Regions from separate parts of the Mus musculus genome. Here regions 1, 2, 3 and 5 are each linked to region 4. The links are chromatin contacts, called in public HiChIP or PLAC-seq and promoter capture Hi-C maps. All regions are on one chromosome and are shown on one strand. The core of a region is the stretch at or near the end of the contact, and the rest is flanking DNA. Distances in the headings are between cores, read along the strand shown.

Evidence for each region. Promoter capture Hi-C pulls out the DNA fragments that hold promoters and counts their contacts. HiChIP or PLAC-seq counts read pairs in DNA pulled down with a chosen protein or histone mark.
Region 1: a contact with region 4 is called in an H3K27ac HiChIP or PLAC-seq map of acute myeloid leukemia, with 2.5 times the contacts expected there. The contact joins the enhancer-like site here to the promoter of Sncb in region 4. A contact is called at or near these places in 4 of 39 promoter capture datasets (the 3T3-L1 cell line, the C10 cell line, embryonic stem cells and 1 more), 9 of 115 datasets of contacts at active chromatin or transcription factors (VIP interneurons, acute myeloid leukemia, craniofacial prominence and 5 more) and 2 of 9 other capture datasets (adipose tissue and liver).
Region 2: an H3K4me3 HiChIP or PLAC-seq map of embryonic basal ganglia shows a contact between it and region 4, with 4 times the contacts expected there. The contact joins the enhancer-like site here to the promoter of Sncb in region 4. A contact is called at or near these places in 14 of 39 promoter capture datasets (the 3T3-L1 cell line, 3T3-L1-derived adipocytes, the C10 cell line and 7 more), 1 of 484 Hi-C or Micro-C datasets (bone marrow-derived macrophages), 14 of 115 datasets of contacts at active chromatin or transcription factors (VIP interneurons, astrocytes, embryonic basal ganglia and 9 more) and 2 of 9 other capture datasets (adipose tissue and liver).
Region 3: a contact with region 4 is called in a promoter capture Hi-C map of hippocampal neurons, with 7 times the contacts expected there. The contact joins the enhancer-like site here to the promoter of Sncb in region 4. A contact is called at or near these places in 8 of 39 promoter capture datasets (the 3T3-L1 cell line, the C10 cell line, the HPC-7 cell line and 4 more), 2 of 15 datasets of contacts at CTCF or cohesin (embryonic stem cells and large pre-B cells), 3 of 484 Hi-C or Micro-C datasets (bone marrow-derived macrophages and embryonic stem cells) and 11 of 115 datasets of contacts at active chromatin or transcription factors (craniofacial prominence, embryonic basal ganglia, embryonic forebrain and 7 more).
Region 5: an H3K4me3 HiChIP or PLAC-seq map of embryonic forebrain shows a contact between it and region 4, with 4 times the contacts expected there. The contact joins the enhancer-like site here to the promoter of Sncb in region 4. A contact is called at or near these places in 1 of 39 promoter capture datasets (the C10 cell line), 10 of 115 datasets of contacts at active chromatin or transcription factors (astrocytes, cardiomyocytes, embryonic basal ganglia and 7 more) and 1 of 9 other capture datasets (adipose tissue).

What each region holds. Positions count from the first base shown.
Region 1 is chr13:55,038,780-55,042,466 of GRCm38.p6, forward strand. Uimc1 (ubiquitin interaction motif containing 1) reads right to left here. Exons shown (of 15, transcript NM_011307.3): 11 at 1,766-1,844. Among named protein-coding and RNA genes, the nearest start is that of Hk3, 19 kb to the left of the region's middle. Within about 2 kb of position 1,457, at least 55 of the 459 cell types and tissues checked have an H3K27ac peak or open chromatin away from gene starts, as enhancers often do. A contact at or near this core is called in acute myeloid leukemia and adipose tissue, where this site is marked.
Region 2 is chr13:55,061,652-55,065,275 of GRCm38.p6, forward strand. All of the region lies in intron 7 of Uimc1 (ubiquitin interaction motif containing 1), which reads right to left. Among named protein-coding and RNA genes, the nearest start is that of Uimc1, 37 kb to the right of the region's middle. Within about 2 kb of position 1,835, at least 21 of the 459 cell types and tissues checked have an H3K27ac peak or open chromatin away from gene starts, as enhancers often do. A contact at or near this core is called in bone marrow-derived macrophages, where this site is marked.
Region 3 is chr13:55,180,195-55,183,843 of GRCm38.p6, forward strand. No RefSeq gene overlaps it. Among named protein-coding and RNA genes, the nearest start is that of Nsd1, 28 kb to the right of the region's middle. Within about 2 kb of position 2,062, at least 309 of the 459 cell types and tissues checked have an H3K27ac peak or open chromatin away from gene starts, as enhancers often do. A contact at or near this core is called in bone marrow-derived macrophages, craniofacial prominence, embryonic basal ganglia and 7 more, where this site is marked.
Region 4 is chr13:54,764,307-54,767,894 of GRCm38.p6, forward strand. Sncb (synuclein, beta) reads right to left here and starts at 2,289. Exons shown (of 6, transcript NM_033610.3): 1 at 1,999-2,289; 2 at 1,257-1,386. The coding sequence starts at 1,377.
Region 5 is chr13:55,222,973-55,226,276 of GRCm38.p6, forward strand. All of the region lies in intron 2 of Nsd1 (nuclear receptor-binding SET-domain protein 1), which reads left to right. Among named protein-coding and RNA genes, the nearest start is that of Nsd1, 15 kb to the left of the region's middle. Within about 2 kb of position 1,584, at least 4 of the 459 cell types and tissues checked have an H3K27ac peak or open chromatin away from gene starts, as enhancers often do.

The sequences.
Region 1 (3,687 bases), core at 207-2,706, 270 kb after region 4:
ATGCTATACCAAAAGTCCCCCATACCCACCCACTCCCCCTTTTTGGCCCTGGCGTTTCCCCTGTACTGGGGCATATAAAGTTTGCGTGTCCAATGGGCCTCTCTTTGCAGTGATGGCCGACTAGGCCATCTTTTGATACATATGCAGCTAGAGACAAGAGTGAGGTGGAATCTCAGGGTTGTTTTGATTTGCATTTCCCTGATGATTAAGGATGTTGAACATTTTTTCAGGTGCTTCTCTGCCATTCGGTATTCCTCGGGTGAGAAATCTTTGTTCAGTTCTGAGCCCCATTTTTTAATGGCGTTATTTGATTTTATGGAGTCTACCTTCTTGAGTTCTTTATATATATTGGATATTAGTCCCCTGTCCGATTTGGGATAGGTAAAGATCCTTTCCCAATCTGTTGGTGGTCTTTTTGTCTTATTGACGATGTCTTTTGCCTTGCAGAAGCTTTATAATTTTATGAGGTCCCATTTATCGATTCTCGATCTTACAGCACAAGCCATTGCTGTTCTATTCAGGAATTTTTCCCCTGTACCCATATCTTCGAGGCTTTTCCCTACTTTCTCCTCTGTAAGTTTCAGTGTCTCTGGTTTTATGTGGAGTTCCTTAATCCACTTAGATTTGACCTTAGTACAAGGAGATAGTAATGGATCAATTCGCAATCTTCTACATGATAACAGCCAGTTGTGCCAGCACCATTTGTTGAAAATGCTGTCTTTTTTCCACTGGATGGTTTTAGCTCCCTTGTCAAAGATCAAGTGACCATAGGTGTGTGGGTTCATCTCTGGGTCTTCAATTCTGTTCCATTGGTCTACTTGTCTGTCGCTATACCAGTACCATGCAGTTTTGGCGAGGATGTGGAGAAAGAGGAACGCTCCTCCATTGTTGGTGGGATTGCAAGCTTGTACAACCACTCTGGAAATCATTCTGGCGGTTCCTCAGAAAATTGGACATAGTACTACCGGAAGATCCAGCAATACCTCTTCTGGGCATATATCCAGAAGATGCCCCAACCGGTAAGAAGGACACATGCTCCACTATGTTCATAGCAGCCTTATTTATAATAGCCAGAAGCTGGAAAGAACCCAGATGCCCCTCAACAGAGGAATGGATACAGAAAATGTGGTACATTTACACAATGGAGTACTACTCAGCTATTAAAAAGAATGAATTTATAAAATTCCTAGGCAAATGGATGGACCTGGAGGGCATCATCCTGAGTGAGGTAACCCAATCACAAAGGAACTCTCACAATATGTACTCACTGATAAGTGGAAAATAAAGTTTTAATGAAGAAAAAAAACCGCAAACAAAAATTTCTGCCTAACAACTCACTATTCTAATGTCCTGTGGAAACGGCTCTGTTTTCAGGAGGCCACATCTACACCTGACCTCTTCCTCAGAATGTGCTCTTAGTCAAGCTACAAGCCACATCCCAAGGAAGTCTTCTATATTGCTCAACATCCTGCAACTCAACTGCTATATTATGACATTGCAAAATGCTCACTGCTTCCCCAAAGCACCAAACACCCATTTATAAATTCAAAGAAAACAGAAGCCTTAGAACAATGCAGAAGCAGGATCATTTTTAACTGAAAAAACAGATGAGTGGTCTACACTGAAATTATAAGAAAAAGAAATTCAGGCTTTCAAACAATGATGGCAGGACGGACAACCAGAGAAATACAGGGGACAGGCACTAGTGGCTTCACCTGGTGCAGGTGCTGCTGTGTCAGATAAGGAACAGAGTGTGCCCGCCTACCTGTTGGCATCCAGAGCCGGCTGTGCAGCTGTCCGACCGTCACTCTTGTTCTTGGCCTCTCTTCGTCTCCGAGTCAACACTTCACCATTAAAAGAAAAAAATGTTAGCTGGCAATAGACTCAGGATATAGAAGACAAAATTTATTAAGAAGAAACAATTTTCCGGGCGTGGTGGCACACGCCTTTAATCCCAGCACTCGGGAGGCAGAGGCAGACGGATTTCTGAGTTCGAGGCCAGCCTGGTCTACAGAGTGAGTTCCAAGACACCAGGGCTACACAGAGAAACCCTGTCTTGAAAAACAAAAAAACAAAACAACAAAAAAATTTAAACCTATTCTGTGAGGAAGAAGTTCACTGACTGGGAAACCACAACCTTTCTAATATTGAAAATAATACAAGTGACCAAAACTGCCAGCCACAAGATGTTCCCTCTCTGTTGCTAATTCATGAGATATAAAAGTCTAGTTCACTCCAAGGAAGGTTTCTGTGTTCTACCTAAACATCAGTCAGTCAAGGAACATATACATCCTCTACCAAAATTCTGTCTGGTGTACCACAGATCCAATGAAGTACTGTAGGAAACGCAGTGATGGTAGCTACAGGTGAGTCCTACATAAGCCCCAGGCCTTACAAACTTCTCAGTGCTGCACTTCCTAAGTGAGGAAGAGTAGGACAGCAAGCACAGCTGGCCCGTCTACTCCACTAGGACCACCTCCCACTTCTACTGCGGGCATACAGGCGATAGAAGTATCTGTCTCGCATCAAAGATATCTGCTTATGGAATCATAATCCCTCTTAATGATCTTATAGGTTATTTAATCAAGTGTTTTCTAGTCTTTGGCAAACAAAAAGTAAACATTTCTCTTCAAAGTATGCCTTCCTTACACTTAACACACCACAGAGAATATTTAGAAAGTTACTGGAGTATGAAACAACCTATCCTGTGCATTACTTGAATCTTTAGTGTGCACAATCTGGGTTACACCAGCTATTGAATAAATAAATATCTATTAGGTTGCAGTTAAGTATTTGGCACACAAGCCTAAGGACCTCAGCTTGATCCCTGGGTAAAAAACAGGACAGGGTGGCTTTTGTCCCAGTGATGGAGAGACAGAGACAAGAGGATCTCTGAGGACTGCTGGCCAGCCAGTCTGTTTTAATCAGCAAGCTCTAGGTCCCAAAAAAGAGAGAGAGAGAGAACAAGAAACAAAAAAACGGCTGGAGAGAAGGCTAAGAGGTTAAGAGCACTGGCTGCTCCTCTAGAGGTCCTGAGTTCAATTCCCAACAAACACATGATGGCTCACAACCTTCTTTAATAAGATCTGGTGCCCTCTTCTGGTCTTCAGGCATACATGTAGCAGACTGCTATATAAATAAATAATATATAATAAGTCGGGAGGTGGGGGAACAGAGTAAATATATAAAAGGAAGGAAGGAAGGGAGGGAGGGAGGGAGGAAGGGAGGGAGGGGGAGAGGGAGAGAGAGAGAGAGAGAGAGAGAGAGAGAGAGAGAGAGAGAGAGAGAGAGAGAGAGAGAGAGAGAGATCTCCCCAAAAGGGGTGGGGTGGGGGATACATGGCTCTCTCACTTCGTGGATAAAGGGGCCTGCCTTTCATCTGGATTTCGGACCCACGCTGTGGAAGGAGAGAACTGACTGATGTCCAGTGGCTCCACTCATCTCCATGTGTGTGGCTCACACCTCCCCTGCCCCGAGTCAAACATGCACACATACTACTCACATATAAAATTAAATAGATTAAATTTAAAAAACCACATATACCCTGGTAAAACGTATATAAAGGTCTTCTAAATCACCCAGAAAGGGTCTCTAGATAGTCTGTCATGACGAGATTTGTGAGATTTGGGTCAAGGCTGCCTTCTCTCACTGTGAGGCTCAATCACAAAGTGATTTTTCTCACCAGAA
Region 2 (3,624 bases), core at 585-3,084, 300 kb after region 4:
CCTCCAAACTCAACTGTCAGACAAAAGGGAAAAGTGGCTAGAAACCTGACCCAGCTAATAACCAATTAGCCATTCTCTATTATTAAAGAAGAATGATTTGGAAGATAAACTCCAACTAATCAAGAATGAAAAAAGTAGGCTGGAGAGATGGCTCAGCAGTTAGGAGCACTGACTGCTCTTCTGAAGGTCCTGAGTTCAAATCCCAGCAACCACATGGTGGCTCACAACCATCTGTAATGAGATCTGATGCTCTCTTCTGGGGTGTCTGAAGACAGCTACAGTGTACTTACATATAATAAATCTTTTTTTAAAAAATGAAAGAAATATGCAAATATAGTATCGGATAAGACTAACCAGACACAATGGTAAGAGTATTGAGTAAAGGTGGTACAGAATTTCTGTGGCCTGAATAATACACAAGCTTAAGAAGTAAGATTTACAAGGCTGGAGAGATAGCTCAGCAGTTACGAGCATTGGTTGCTCTTCAAAAGGACCTGAGTTCAATTTCCAGTAATCACTCTATCTGTAGTGCAGCTCACAACTATCTGTAATACCAGCTTGTGGGGATCTGATGCATATAAATACCAATGCATATAAAATAAAAATAAAGAAATCATTAAAAAAAAAGAAAGAAGATTTGGAAATGCACATAGTAATTACACAGTAAGTGCATAAGCAGACGGTAATATGGCTGCCTCGTGGGAGCCAGTAAAGGAGACCATCAGAATAAGGAAAATCAGACTGCCAAAAAAGATAGAGGGAAAAGCTTTGAAAATCTAACAGGAAGTGAAAGCATACTGGAGTAGAGCAAGAACAAAGGCACCACACACACATCAAGCTGAGCACATTAGCTACACAGGTCCTCAGCACACAGAAGAAACTCAGCAGCCACTTCAAAATGCAAGCCAGATAAAAGCAAGGCAGGTCTACCCCTAGGATAAGTCCCAGTCCTTACAAGCCTCAAATCCAGTTTGAGATTTCCATGAGGCAGTGATTACTCCAGTAGACAGATCTATAGTAGAGACAAATCTCATTTGTGTTATACCATATGGCTTAGAATGCAATGGCCAGGCACCATTTTGGAGGTCAGGGGGATTCTATTGTTAAAAACTGAGTCTGGAGAGGTGGCTCAATGGTTAAGAGCACTGATGTTCCTCCTAAGAACCCGGTTCAATCCTCAGCACCCACATGGCAGCTGCAAATGTCTGGGAATCTGATGTGTTCTTCTGACATCCAAGGGTACCAGACACAAATTTACATGCAGCTACAATACCCATACACATAAAAATAAATAAAAATTTAAAAAACAAAAGACAGAACTACACTGGGGTCTGAGGTATGGAACATCTACAAGATAGGATGCCTCAATATGATCTGCCACTAATCTTTAGTCAGGGAAGCCTCTTAAAAGCAGTTGTGGACAGCAGCAGGGCTGGACTCTAGCCAAAGGGTACAGGCAACATGAGACTGGCTTAGATTGGATCATGTTTAAGGAAAGACAACCCATCCATGCTCAGTGGTCGGGAACAGATCTCATCAACAAGAGCTATGCTGGAGTTTAATAGCTCTGAGCCTTAGGCCAGTAAGCAGATCAAACTTTACAATCACCTACCTAAATTCATTACTGTTAAGCCCAAGAACTCTCAAGTACCTGGGGTGTAATGAGAGACAAAAAGGCATCTCTCCAGTAGGGTGATTAATATACAGGGGGCCTTGAAAATACCAAGGCAGGCCTTTTGCCTGTACCAATCTCAGTGCTGATATGATTTCCACACTTCCAACCCACTCGGGAGGCACTCCTTAGATAAACAGCCACTCAAGAAGATACAATATAGGCAGGCTAAAGAGGATGTGAAACTCTGTCCAGCCCACAGAATGCAAAGCTAAGTGTATCTAACAAACCCTGACATGCAAAGAAAGAAAATGGTTGTGAAGAGCGCTCTGGAAGATAGCAATACAGACTCTGTAACAACATGAACCAAAGGAAAGCCACACCAACAGTTCACAGTCCAACCAACCCTCCTCCTGACTCCACAGGCATTATTCAAGGACCCAGAAAGAAGCTTCGGCAACAGCTCACCTTTCCCTCTCTCTGTAGTTATGTTGTTCTGTGCTTAGGTGTGACTTTTCTCCCCTACATGTTTAAAGGGACTTTACGTTTCTCATTTGTATTACTTGTGTGCATGTGTACATGCAAAGGCATAGAGATCAGAGGACAATTTTTTTCAAGTTAGAACTCTCTTTCCACCACATCGTCTGGGGAGCAGATCAGGTCATCAAGCTTGGGGAACAAGCACCTTTAGCCCTATTATCCAGGATTTTTCTTGTTTTATTTTGCTTTTTGAGATAGGATCTCTCTATGTAGGCCTAGATGTCCTAAAACTCACTATGTAGACCAGGCTGGACTCAAACTCACCAAAATCCTTCTGATTCTGTCACCCTAATAAAGTATTTTTTTTTGGAGGTGTGGGGGGTGGAATGGGTAGAAGATATTGTAGATATTTTTAAATGTTTTTACTTGTTATTTCTCTTCAAACATTTATCTAATTTTGTTTACCTTTTTTTTTTTTTTTTCCGTTTAGGGAAAACCTTTTCCCTAGTTTCTTTTCTTAAGACAGGCTTAGCGGTTAAGAACACTGACTGCTCTTCCCGAGGTCCTGAGTTCAAATCCCAGCAACCACATGGTGGCTCACAACCATCTGTAATAGGATCCAATTCCCATTTCTGGGGTATCTGAAGACAGCAACAGTGTACACCTATAGATAAAATAAAATGGTCTTTAAAAGATTAAGAAAAAAAGACTTAGTTAAAAAAAAAAAAAAAAAGCTGGGTGTGGTGGCGCACGCCTTTGATCCCAGCACTTGGGAGGCAGAGAATTTCTGAGTTCGAGGCCAGCCTGGTTTACAGAGTGAGTTCCAGGACAGCCAGGGCTACACAGAGAAACCCTGTCTTGAAAAATCAAAAAGAAAAAAAAAAAAAAAGACAAGCGCTCATTGTGCAGCTCTAACTACGGTGAACTCATTCTATTAGAGCAGGCCGGCCTCCTGGGAAGAGCTGGGATTAAAGATCTGCACCAGCAGGGCTCAGCTTTGTTTTCACTCTTTCCCCCAATGATTCCTTCTTTCCCCCTCTTTATGTCTTGAGTTTATCTTACTGACTTTTTAATGCTCTTATATTTTTATGCTTTTATTCCCCATCCTACATTTATTAAATTTTGCTCTTGAACTTTTCTGTTTAGTGATGCTTTCTTACTTTCCAGCTCTTGTCTCTCCCCTTCCCCCCAATTTTTTTCTATTTCTATTCCTTTTTATAATTTATTCATTTTATGTATATGAGTACAGTGCCACTGTCTTCAGACACACCAGAAGAGGGCATCAAATGCCCATTACAGATGGTTGTGAGCCACCATGTGGTTGCTGGGAATGAACTCAGGACCTCTGGAAGAGCAGTCAGGACTCTTAACTGCTGAGCTATCTCTCTAGCCCCTTCTTACTTCGTTTCTTCTTCTTTTCATCTATTTGACTTTGCCCCCCACTTTCCTCCCCTTCTCCAGTCTCCTTTTCTCTCACTCATTTGCTATTTCCACACCTTCTTTAAAGAGTGCTTAACTTCATACCACATTCT
Region 3 (3,649 bases), core at 812-3,311, 420 kb after region 4:
ATTGTGAGCCACCACGTGGTTGCTGGGAATTGAACTCAGGACCTCTGGAAGAGCAGTCGGTACTCTTCAGCCCAGGGGAACTCTTCTTACTTGTGTGTGTTATGCCAGCTCTGGATACATTTCAGGCCTACCCCTCCAACATCCAACTTCCCAGCTTCTGGTAGGAAGCTGAGCTGTGAGACCTGCCAACCTACTTCACGGAGGAGGAAGCTTAGATGCAAAGTTGGGGAGCTAGCTACCAGAGGAAGAGGTGAGCTTTGAGCCAAGGTCTCTGTGCCCTCCCACCATCCCAGTTATAAGAACAGCCAGTTATACCCAGGCCTACCAGTTATAGGCAGGGCTCTGTCACCCTGTGTGACTCAGCATTCTCTCCTGCAAGATGGGGGCATACCAGTTTCTCACTGCTGTGACAGAAGCAAGCAAGTAGGGAAGGAATGGTTTGTTCAGGCTCATGGTGGGAGGGTACAGTCCGAGACAGCATGGCGGCAGGAGAGTGGTCATGTGGCACCCACAACCAGAAAGCATCAGAAGATGAACTCTGGTGTTTCTCACTCTCCATCTTTCTAGGAACAGCTCTGTAGACAGGCCTATAGATGCATTTCCATGGAGTCAAGTTGATGTTGTGAAAGTTTCCTCTAGGATTGAAACATTCCACTATGCAGGCGAGATCATGTTTCCTTGGTTTGGTTTGGTTTGGTTTGGTTTGGTTTGGTTTGGTTTGGTTTGGTTTTTTCGAGACAGGGTTTCTCTGTATAGCCCTGGCTGTCCTGGAACTCACTTTGTAGACCAGGCTGCCAGGCTGGCCTCGAACTCAGAAATTCGCCTGTCTCTGCCTTCCGAGTGCTGGGACAGCCAGGGCTACAGAGAAACCCTGTCTCGAAAAACCAAAAAAAAAAAAAAAAAAAAAAAAAAAAAAGAGTTGCCTTGGTCATGGTGTCTGTTCACCGCAGCAAAACCCTAACTAAGACATCTCCCCAGGAAAAGCTTTGTCATACAACAGTTGACAAAGAGGATTAACATGATCATCATAATAACCTGCCTAGTAGTATCTGTAAGGTGGATGGAACGGGTACCCATCCCGCCCAGGACGGCACTGGCGTCAGCAGCATAGGAACGCTGTTGCAGTAGCTGCACTTGCTCGGGAGAGCTCGGATAAGGAAGGAGGAAGCCGAGGCTTTGCCAAGTCACCTAAGTCCAGTCAAAGGCGCCCAATGCAAGCAGCGTTTCCTTTCCCATTTGCCAGGGTGTTTGTTTGTTTGTTTGTTTTGTTTTGTTTTGTTCTGTTTGTTTTGCTTTTTTTTTTTTCTTTTTCCTGAGCCCTGGCTGTCCTGTAACTCTCTTTGTAAACCAGGCTGTCCTGAAACTCACTGAGATCCTCCAGCCTCTGTCCTCCCTGAATGCTGGGATTAAAAGTGGTGACTCTTGTCAATTTGTTTTTTTTTTTTAAGATTTATTTATTATTATATGTAAGTATACTGTAGCTGTCTTCAGACACACCAGAAGAGGGAGTCAGATCTCGTTAGGGATGGTTGTGAGCCACCATGTGGTTGCTGGGATTTGAACTCAGGACCTTCGGAAGAGCAGTCGGGTGCTCTTACCCACTGAGCCATCTCACCAGCCCAGTCAATTTGTTTTTAAGATAGACTCTCTTATAGCCCAGGTTGCCCCTAAAGTCACAATGTAACCAAGAATAACCTGGAACTTCTATTTGAGTTAGTCCTACTATGTAGTCCCCCCTGGCCTCAAACCACAGAGATAGGCCTGACCCCGCCTCCCAAATGCCAGAAAGTGTGCACCCCCACACCTAGCTGACCTTGAACTTCGGAGTCTCTTCACTTTCCACCACCAAGCTTACAGGCTTGCACCTCCAGACCTAGTTTTTTTGTTTTGTTTTGTTTTTCCTTTCTTATTTATTTATTTATTTATTTATTTATTTATTTATTTATGATTCTTCAGCTGACAGCAAGAGTATCTATTGTACACGAGTTACACTTGGCCACAAGTGAGAACAGACCTAGTCCAGAATGCCAAAGGTCCAGGGCAGAGAGCCAGCCGGACTGTTTGGGTTATAAGAAAGGCAGTCATTTTCCCAGGTGATCTCGGCCAGATCACGTTCCAGGTCCACTGAGACTTACTACCGACAGCAGCATACAGATCAACAACTTGTTCCGGTGTCCTGGCCTTCGGCATCCCTTACCTCTCTGCTCCTGCAGGCTTCGTGGGTGCACAAGCTAATTTACTTGGACCTCTGCCTCTTCTTTCTTCTCTTCTCTTGCGCCTCAGCCTGCGCATTCATTCGCATTCTCTTCTTCCGCCACTTCCCTCTCGTGGCGCAGGAGTTTCAAAGAAGATGGCGCTAAGGCCGAGCCAAACCTAGTTTTTATAAGGGGCCTTGAAAGCGTACGAAGGAGCCACTACATTCTAGAGTCCTAAAAGGCACAACAAATGCCCTGAGCCCAGAAGCAAGCTACTCTCTTCTCAGACGTTGACAGCTCAGGGTTTGGGAGCCCGGGAGACGCCAGACAGAGAAGTGACGAGGGCCAGGAAGCCCAGGCTTGCAGTGAAGGAGTCCAGGGCTCCTTCCCTCCCTGAGAACTCCTCTATGTAATTCCCGTGCTTAGTCACATGGGGGTGACAGTGCATCAGGGAGGCCCTGCTCCTCTGAGTCAGCAAAAATAGAAAAACTAAGTGGGGCTGGAGACAGTGACTAAAAGCAATGAGTGCTCTTCCAGAGGACCTGGGTTCAATTCCCAGCACCCACATGGCAGCTCACAATTGTCTGTAACTCCAAGATTTGATACCCCCCCCCAAAAAAAAAAGAAAAGAAATTAAAAAAAAAAAGATTTGATACCCTTACCCGGACATACCAATGCACATAAAATAATAATAATAATTAATAAGCAGGAGCTAAAGGAGGGCTGGCTTATCAGGTAAAGATGCTCACCGCCAAATCTGATGATCTGAGTTGAGTCACTGGAACCCACACATTGGAGGGACAGATCAGACTCCTGAAAGCTGCCCTCTGACCTACACTGGTGCACACTCCCCTAAAAGAATTAAATAAATGGTTTGTTTTAGTGTCTTTTTTTTTTTTTTTTCGTTTTTCGAGACAGGGTTTCTCTGTGTAGCCCTGGCTGTCTCCTGGAACTCACTCTGTAGACCAGGCTGGCCTCGAACTCAGAAATCTGCCTGCCTCTGCCTCCCGAGTGCTGGGATTAAAGGCGTGCACTACCACGCCCGGCTCATAGTAGTATCTTTAGGTGACTCAGAGATCTACTGAGAATTCTTACCACATCCCAGTGACGGACAGTCCATTCAAATTCCCAACTGACAAGTCAGACAGCCTGCCCAAGATTACCCAGCCAGAATGTGAACCTGGTCAGGGTTGCTCCCAATCAGGCTGCAGCAGCTTCTGATCCTAGGCTCACAGTCCAGCTCCAGCCTCTGTCTGCCAGCATCTGGAGGCTAAGCTGCTTCAGCTGAGCTGGCAGAGCAGAGTTCTTCGTGGGGAGAGACATGCTTGCACAAGAGGTTGGGGGAGAGACTGTCTGTACCTCTGTTGTAGAAAGGCTGGTCTGAGGGGTGAAGCCTTTGCTTTCCCTCATATATACAGTTATGTGTGTGTTTATATATGTGTATACATACACAT
Region 4 (3,588 bases), core at 1,039-3,538:
TAATTACTACTGCTCTTGTCTCAGGTGGCAATGTGTCCTGGTCTCCCTGCAATTTGCTCGGTCCCCAAAGGTCCAAGGAACTATTCTGAACTAACCAGATCATGTCAGTCTCTCTCACTTGTAGCCTCTAACAGCAATCACAAGGATGCTCCAGCCTGACCTATGTGGTCTTCTTACGGATCGGTTCTTGACTGCCCATCTGAGCTCTTCCAACAAGAGTCCTGCCCCCTGCTTTTCCGCCCATTCTATGGTTCTTTGCATCCTGCCTCTCTGCCTTCCCAGGACCCTTAAGTAAGGTGCAGGGCTGATCCTGTGCACCACCTGCCAGTAGCTCCCCTTTTTGCTCTCTTCCCCCAAATGATCCCCACACTTGCTGCTCGATGTCAGATCCTGCCCCTGAAATGCTGCGCCTTGCCGTGAGGAGATCACAGCTCCGTTGTTCTCTCGGCATCCACACAACGCTCGCTCGAGACACAGTATGCTTTTAATGGTCACAATCCAAGCCTGCAAATGACCTTGGACAAAACATCCAGCTCTTTTCCACAAGAGCAAGCCCTAACCTATGATCTGAGCCCTGAAACAAGGGGTGAACTTCCATTTCCAGCCCTTTTCTCTCATTATGCAAATAACCCTTACAAACTCCCCTTTCACACTTTGGGTGAGAGATATTAACCTCCCGACCTTTGTCCTGATACCAGCTGGCAGCTGCTGGGACGATGAACTGGAGAGACTGCCAAGGTAAAACCACAGGCTGTGTGTGTGTGGGGGGGGGGGGCGGGGGCTGGTAGCTGGAGAGAGCCCGCCAATAACCAGGAAAGTGGGGCTTTCCAGCGGGATTTATACCCGGGCTTCTGGCTTTACCAGCTGTGTGACCTTGGGCAGAGTGGTTAACAGAGGGCCCCAGAGTCGCTGATCTGTAGACTAGCCCAGGAATGTTAGATGCTATAGCATTTCATTGCTCTTGGCCTCAGGTAAAGGTTCCCCACCAGGTCACTATTAATAGTGATGACGGGGTAAGAAAAAGGAAACTCTGGAGAGCTCAACACCTTGGTCCCTGGTTTTTCATTTGAACATCATCTCCACCAGCTCCCATCCCATCCCCACCTCCCAATTCCATGGACTGGCTGTGTCCCCAGTGACCCCTACTGACCTCGCCCATCTGCTGACTCATATTCTCATGCCCAGACCCCTCAATCACTCTGAGGACCCTTTCTGGTACCCTCAGGAGATACCCAGCCCTGCAGCCCCTTGCCCACCGACATAGAGGACGCCTTCCTTGGTCTTCTCTGCTGCCTCGGTGACCCCCTGCTTGGTTTTCTCAGCTGCAGCCACAACGCCCTCCTTGGCCATGGACAGGCCCTTCATGAACACGTCCATCCTGGCGGCCTGGGGAGGGCGAACACACAAGTGCCGGGGCGCTGGCTCTGCACCCTCACTCGGGCCCTCCCAGGGGACCTGGTGCCCCCTCCCTCCCTTCCTCAGACTTGGCGCGCTTCTGGGCCGGGAGCCCCCTCCTACCCTCTCTACTTCCCAGGTCTAGGCCTCAGAGCTATGCTGCGGCGAGTCCTAGCGTCCTTGAAACCCCGGGATGCGGGGAGGGGCCAGCACCTCAGTTATCCGGAGATCTGCAACCTGCAGGCCCGCAGAACCGGAAGCTAGGCTCGGCGCGAACACCGGGGCCTGTCTGTACACACAACAGTCACACGGTCTGCATACAAACACACACCATGGACATGCTCACGTGCACACACACAGAACACGGGGCGTTTAGAAGCGCATGGACACTCCGGCACACGGGCACGGACGCACGTCCGCACGTCCACCCAGACTGTAGCAATCAGAGAGGACAGACGCGCATCCTGCAGTGCACCTGCCCGCGCCCGCTTAGCGCTTTCCTTTTCTGTGCCCACGTTTCTCCCAGGGCAGTCTCCATCCCGCTCCTCATCTTACCCCAGATCCCCCTGGATCCCCAGTTCGGTGCTCTTTCCGGAGCCTCACCTGGGTTTCGGGGCCGGGCTGGGGGATGGAGCTGTGGTGGCGGCAGCGGCTGCTACTGCGAGCAGATGCGCGGGGCTGGGCTACGCTGGGTATGGATGGACTCGGGGCCAGTGGTGTCCTGCCGTGGTCAGGCTCTTGAGTCACCTTTCCTGAGCTGGAGTGCAGCAGTGCTCTGGCCTTGGGTGCTCTGCCACCAAGGATGCTACTCGCGCGCTCCGGCTCCGCTCCGGCTCCTGCTCCGGCGCTGCGGCAGCTCTGAGCTCAGCACTCCCCCCTGGTGGCCGCGCCGCCCCCTCCGCCTGACTGACAGGGGGCGGGGAGGGTGACATCTCCCCAGAGCAGGCGAGCCTCCAGGGGAGGGCCTCTGACGTGCAGCCGGGGACCCTAGTGCTGGAGAAGAGTAGTCTTTGAGGATGGTGGGAGGTGGCAATGCGGCGAGAGAGGACTGGTGTAGAAATTATGCGGTTGGCTTGGAAGTTCAGAGCGATTCCAATCCTAGCTGCGTTTGTTAGTAGCTGTGGGATCTTGAACTACCTACCTCACCTTTTGAAACGCAAGGTTCCTCTTCTGTAGAACCAATGGAGGGAGTCAATGCCCTTCTAGGCACCGCTTGGATGGGTGGTGCAGGTTGGGTGGAAACAGTGCTAAAGAAAAGCAGGGTTCGTATCTCAGGAAGACGCGCTCATGGCTGTGCAGAGACAAGAGGCAGGAAACAAAATCAATGTATCCACACTTGAATCATACAGGGTTACTTCAGCCTGTGAGAGTAGATAGGAAGACAGAGAAATGCTGATGTAAGAAATGGACTTGAGGCAAAGTAGGTAGACAGCAAAGGCCTCTTCCAAGAAACGACTTGGAATAGACAGATCCGGGAGAAGCAACAAGGTAGGCCTAGACAGGTGGGGGTGAGATCCACAGAACCAGACCCTCAAGGGCAAAGGCTGGGAGGCACCACCATGCTGACGGGCAGTCAGGATGCAGTGCAACCTGCTCAAGACCCAGACAAGAGCATATGGTTTATGGTTATGGGAGGGCATTCCAGATGCACGGCAGGACCTCAGTCAGTTCTATAAAAGAATTATACCCAAGCAGGTGTGGCATCCCAGATGAAAGGGACCCTGTGAGCTCAGGGAGTCAGGGAAAGAAGTAAAAAGGAAGTGGCACTTAGTTTGGGGCTCGTGGGGTGGGTAAGGTTTTCCCTCGGGAACAAGATCAGAAGAGCGTTTTAAGCTAACGATATATAACACAGATGAGGGCAGTGGTGGCAGAAGTGCTGGTCTGGGCGTTTGAGAGATGAGGTGTGCCAACAGCAGACAGTAGGGCACGGGGGGGGGGGGGATGCTCATGGCTGTGGTAGGGCTGTAAGTTGGCAGAGGCTTTAAGAAGGCCAGTTTGGCAGTGTTTCCTAGGACTATAAATGCATGCTCCTTTTGGATCAGCAGTGCCCCTTCCAGGAACTCACCCTGCGGATCTCTATTCTTGCGTGTGCACACTTACACGTGGGCCGGGACAGTCACTGTAGGAAACACTGACAATGCTCTAAACGTCCTCTTAGAGATCTGGTTACTTCCTTATAGCACATCCACCCAG
Region 5 (3,304 bases), core at 334-2,833, 460 kb after region 4:
GTGTTTGAGAACTTGAATTTTATTGCTAAACTCCTGTGTTGGCTGTACACAACCACCTGTAAGCCCTGTTCTAGGAGAGCTGATGTCTTCATTTAGCCTCTGTGGGCACTTGTACACATGTTGCATACACACATGCAGGTAAATTAATTTTTTTTTTTTTTTTTTTGCTATGTATACTTTTTGAGACAGGGTCTCATTATGTAGTCTTGATTGGCATGGAACTCATGTATACTATGCTGGTCTCAGAAATCTCCTTACGTCTTCTTCTTGGGCACTAAGATTAAAGTTCTGTGCTACCATTAGCAGCAAAAATAGATTTTAAAAAATCTATACTATGTGATACAGCAGTGTGCAATATTGAGTCTAGCATCTGCTCAGTTTGGATAACACTGGATCTTATCCTTTGTTTTCTATTCCTTTTTGAAAGTCTCTTGTGTTCCAGTGTGACTTCTCATTGGCTGTTTTATTGAGGATGGTCTTGATCTTGTGATATTCTTGCCTCTACCTCAGAGTTCAGGGAGTGTAGTGTGCACCACCATACCCAGTGAGACTGGCTTAGCATGCCAGGTGTCATGCGTGCTCAGCAGGCCTGGTCACAACCCAGTCACATCGCTATCACAAATTAAAATTTCTTTCCTTGTCTTGAGACAGGGGCTTACTGTGTACTAGCTTACAATCAGACTGGCTTGTAACTTTGGTGATCCTCTGTAGTATCTGTCTCATCTCTCCCCCTCTCCTTCCTCCCTCCCTCCCTCCCTCCCTCCCTCCCTCCCTCCCTCAGTCTTCCCTTCCTCCCCCACACTGACCCCAACACACACACACACACACGCACACAATTTGTTGCTTGTTTTTGAGATGTTGTTTGTTAGTAACCCTGGCCTCAATTGAGGGAATGAAGGCATGCACCACCACACCCATTAGAAAAAAATTCTTTAACGTTTTTGTGGGTATATATGGCTGTTGCAGTGCACGTGTAGAAGGCAGGGAGCAACTCTGGAGCGAGTTTTCTCCTCCTTTTTTGTGGGTTCCAGGGATTGCACTAAAGTAGTCAGGCTTAACAGTAAGGGTTTCTATCCATTGAACCATTGTGCTAGCTTTCAAACTTAATATTTGAATAAACATGTAGTGAAAAAATTTAAAGTGTACCAGTGAAATTGCTGTACTGTACTGGGCCTGGTTAGTTAACATCTTTCCTTACTATGTCTTCTTTCCACTTAATAGCACAAAGTAGCAGATTATGTACACGTGAAGATTCTGGGCTCTAGTGTGTTCTAGCCCTTTCATATGATTTACATTATCCGTGTGTTCTAGCTCTTTCATATATATATGATTTACATTATCCGTGTGTTCTAGCCCTTTTGTATGATTTACATTATCCGTGTGTTCTAGCCCTTTTGTATGAATTACATTATCCGTGTGTTCTAGCCCTTTTGTATGATTTACGTTATCCGTGTGTTCTAGCCCTTTTGTATGACTTGCTTTGCTTTCCTCATGTTGCCCAGCCTGGCTTAGAACTTACCTCCTGTCCCAGCCTCCCAAGAGAATGTTGGAATCTTAGGCATGTACTACTGGGCCTGCTTAGATTTATAATTGAGAAAAGTAAACACATCTGTAGTAGAGAGAGTGCTTGCCTAGCATGCAGAATGTAGTGAGTTCAGTCCCTGGCATTCTGTATAAACAGGTGAAGATAGTGCACAGCATGAGTCTACCACTTGGTGGGGCAAAAGAAGGAGGGTCTCTTAAGAGTTCAGTGCCAGCTAGGGCTATGCTGTCTCAACAATAAATTTAACAGTAATTCAGTAGGCTAAAGACTAATTTGTTTAGGGGAAGTCATATAACCAAGGTACCATTGTCCTAAAGTTACCTGACTTTAAGTCATCAACGAGTAACTTGCTTGTATAGATTTATTATTTTGCTAAGTTTTGTTTGGATGTTACAAGGATAGAGTTTAATTTTCTGTAATTATTTCAAATGATGCCTAGAAAAAAAATTGAAAACTACAATATATAAGAAAAAAATCATGCCAGGCACTGGTGGCACATACCTTCAATCCCAGCACTCAGGAGACAAAGGTAAGTAGATCTCTGTGAATTTGAGGCCAGTCTGGTCTACAGAGTGAGTTCCAGGACAGCCATGGTTACCTAGAAACTCAAAAAACCAAAAGATTAAACATAAAAATAAAAGTAAATAAGTAGAAGAAGAGTAGTTAATATTATGGTTTGACTACAATCTGGCATATAACTTAAGCTACTGGGAAGTGCTACTTTGTATAGCATTTAAATTACTATTTATTATTATTATTATTTTGGTGTTTCTAGATAGTTTCTCTTGTATCCTTGGCTGTCCTGGAAGTCACACTGTAGATCATGCTGTCCTTGAACTCAGATTAACCTGCTGCCTCTCGAGTGCTGGGATTAAAGGCATGTGTCACCACAGCCTACCTTAAAGTATTAACAAAGGGCAACATTTTTATAAAAATTTCATTCATGGCAAATGACTTCTGCTTACATTTTATTACAAAGTATACTTGTAATATGAACATGACAATATTCTACCATTTCAATGACGTTTAAGATCAGTGTTTGAAATAAAGATTTGTTGAAAGGATTCATTAGATTATTATTTTTACTAGTTATATATCTAGTACGCAATATACATTTATCAGAAGTGTTAAAATTGGCTTTTGTCATTTTACTTTCTCTGATAGTGCAGTTAAAATCTAGAAAGAGTGCCGGGCGGTGGTGGTGCACGCCTTTAATTCAGCACTCATGAGGCAGAGGCAGGTGGATTTCTGAGCTCTAGGCCAGCCTGGTGTAGAGTGAGTTCCAGGACAGCCAGGGCTACACAGAGAAACCCTGTCTCGAAAAACCAAAAAAAAAAAAAAAAAATCTAGAAAGGCCCATTTTTATAAAAGTCTGCGTTGTTTGTGAAGTGCTCATAATAACTTTGTGTTTATAGTCTTGTGATGTAAGGATGAGTTTTTCTCTTCAGACAGGATCATGCTATCCAGACTAGGCTGGCTTTTTTTTTTTTTTTTTTTTTTTTTGTTTTGTTTTTTCGAGACAGGGTTTCTCTGTGTAGCCCTGGCTGTCCTGGAACTCACTCTGTAAACCAGGCTGGCCTCGAACTCTGAAATCCTCCTGCCTCTGCCGCCCGAGTGCTGGGATTAAAGGCGTGCGCCACCACGCCCGGCTTAGGCTGGCTTTTAACTTGCCATGATTTCAACTTTTTTCTGCTCTCCTCAGTTTACGTTGGGAGACTCAGTAACTGTTGACTGTTCTTTTCTCAACGTGCTTTTGAACCG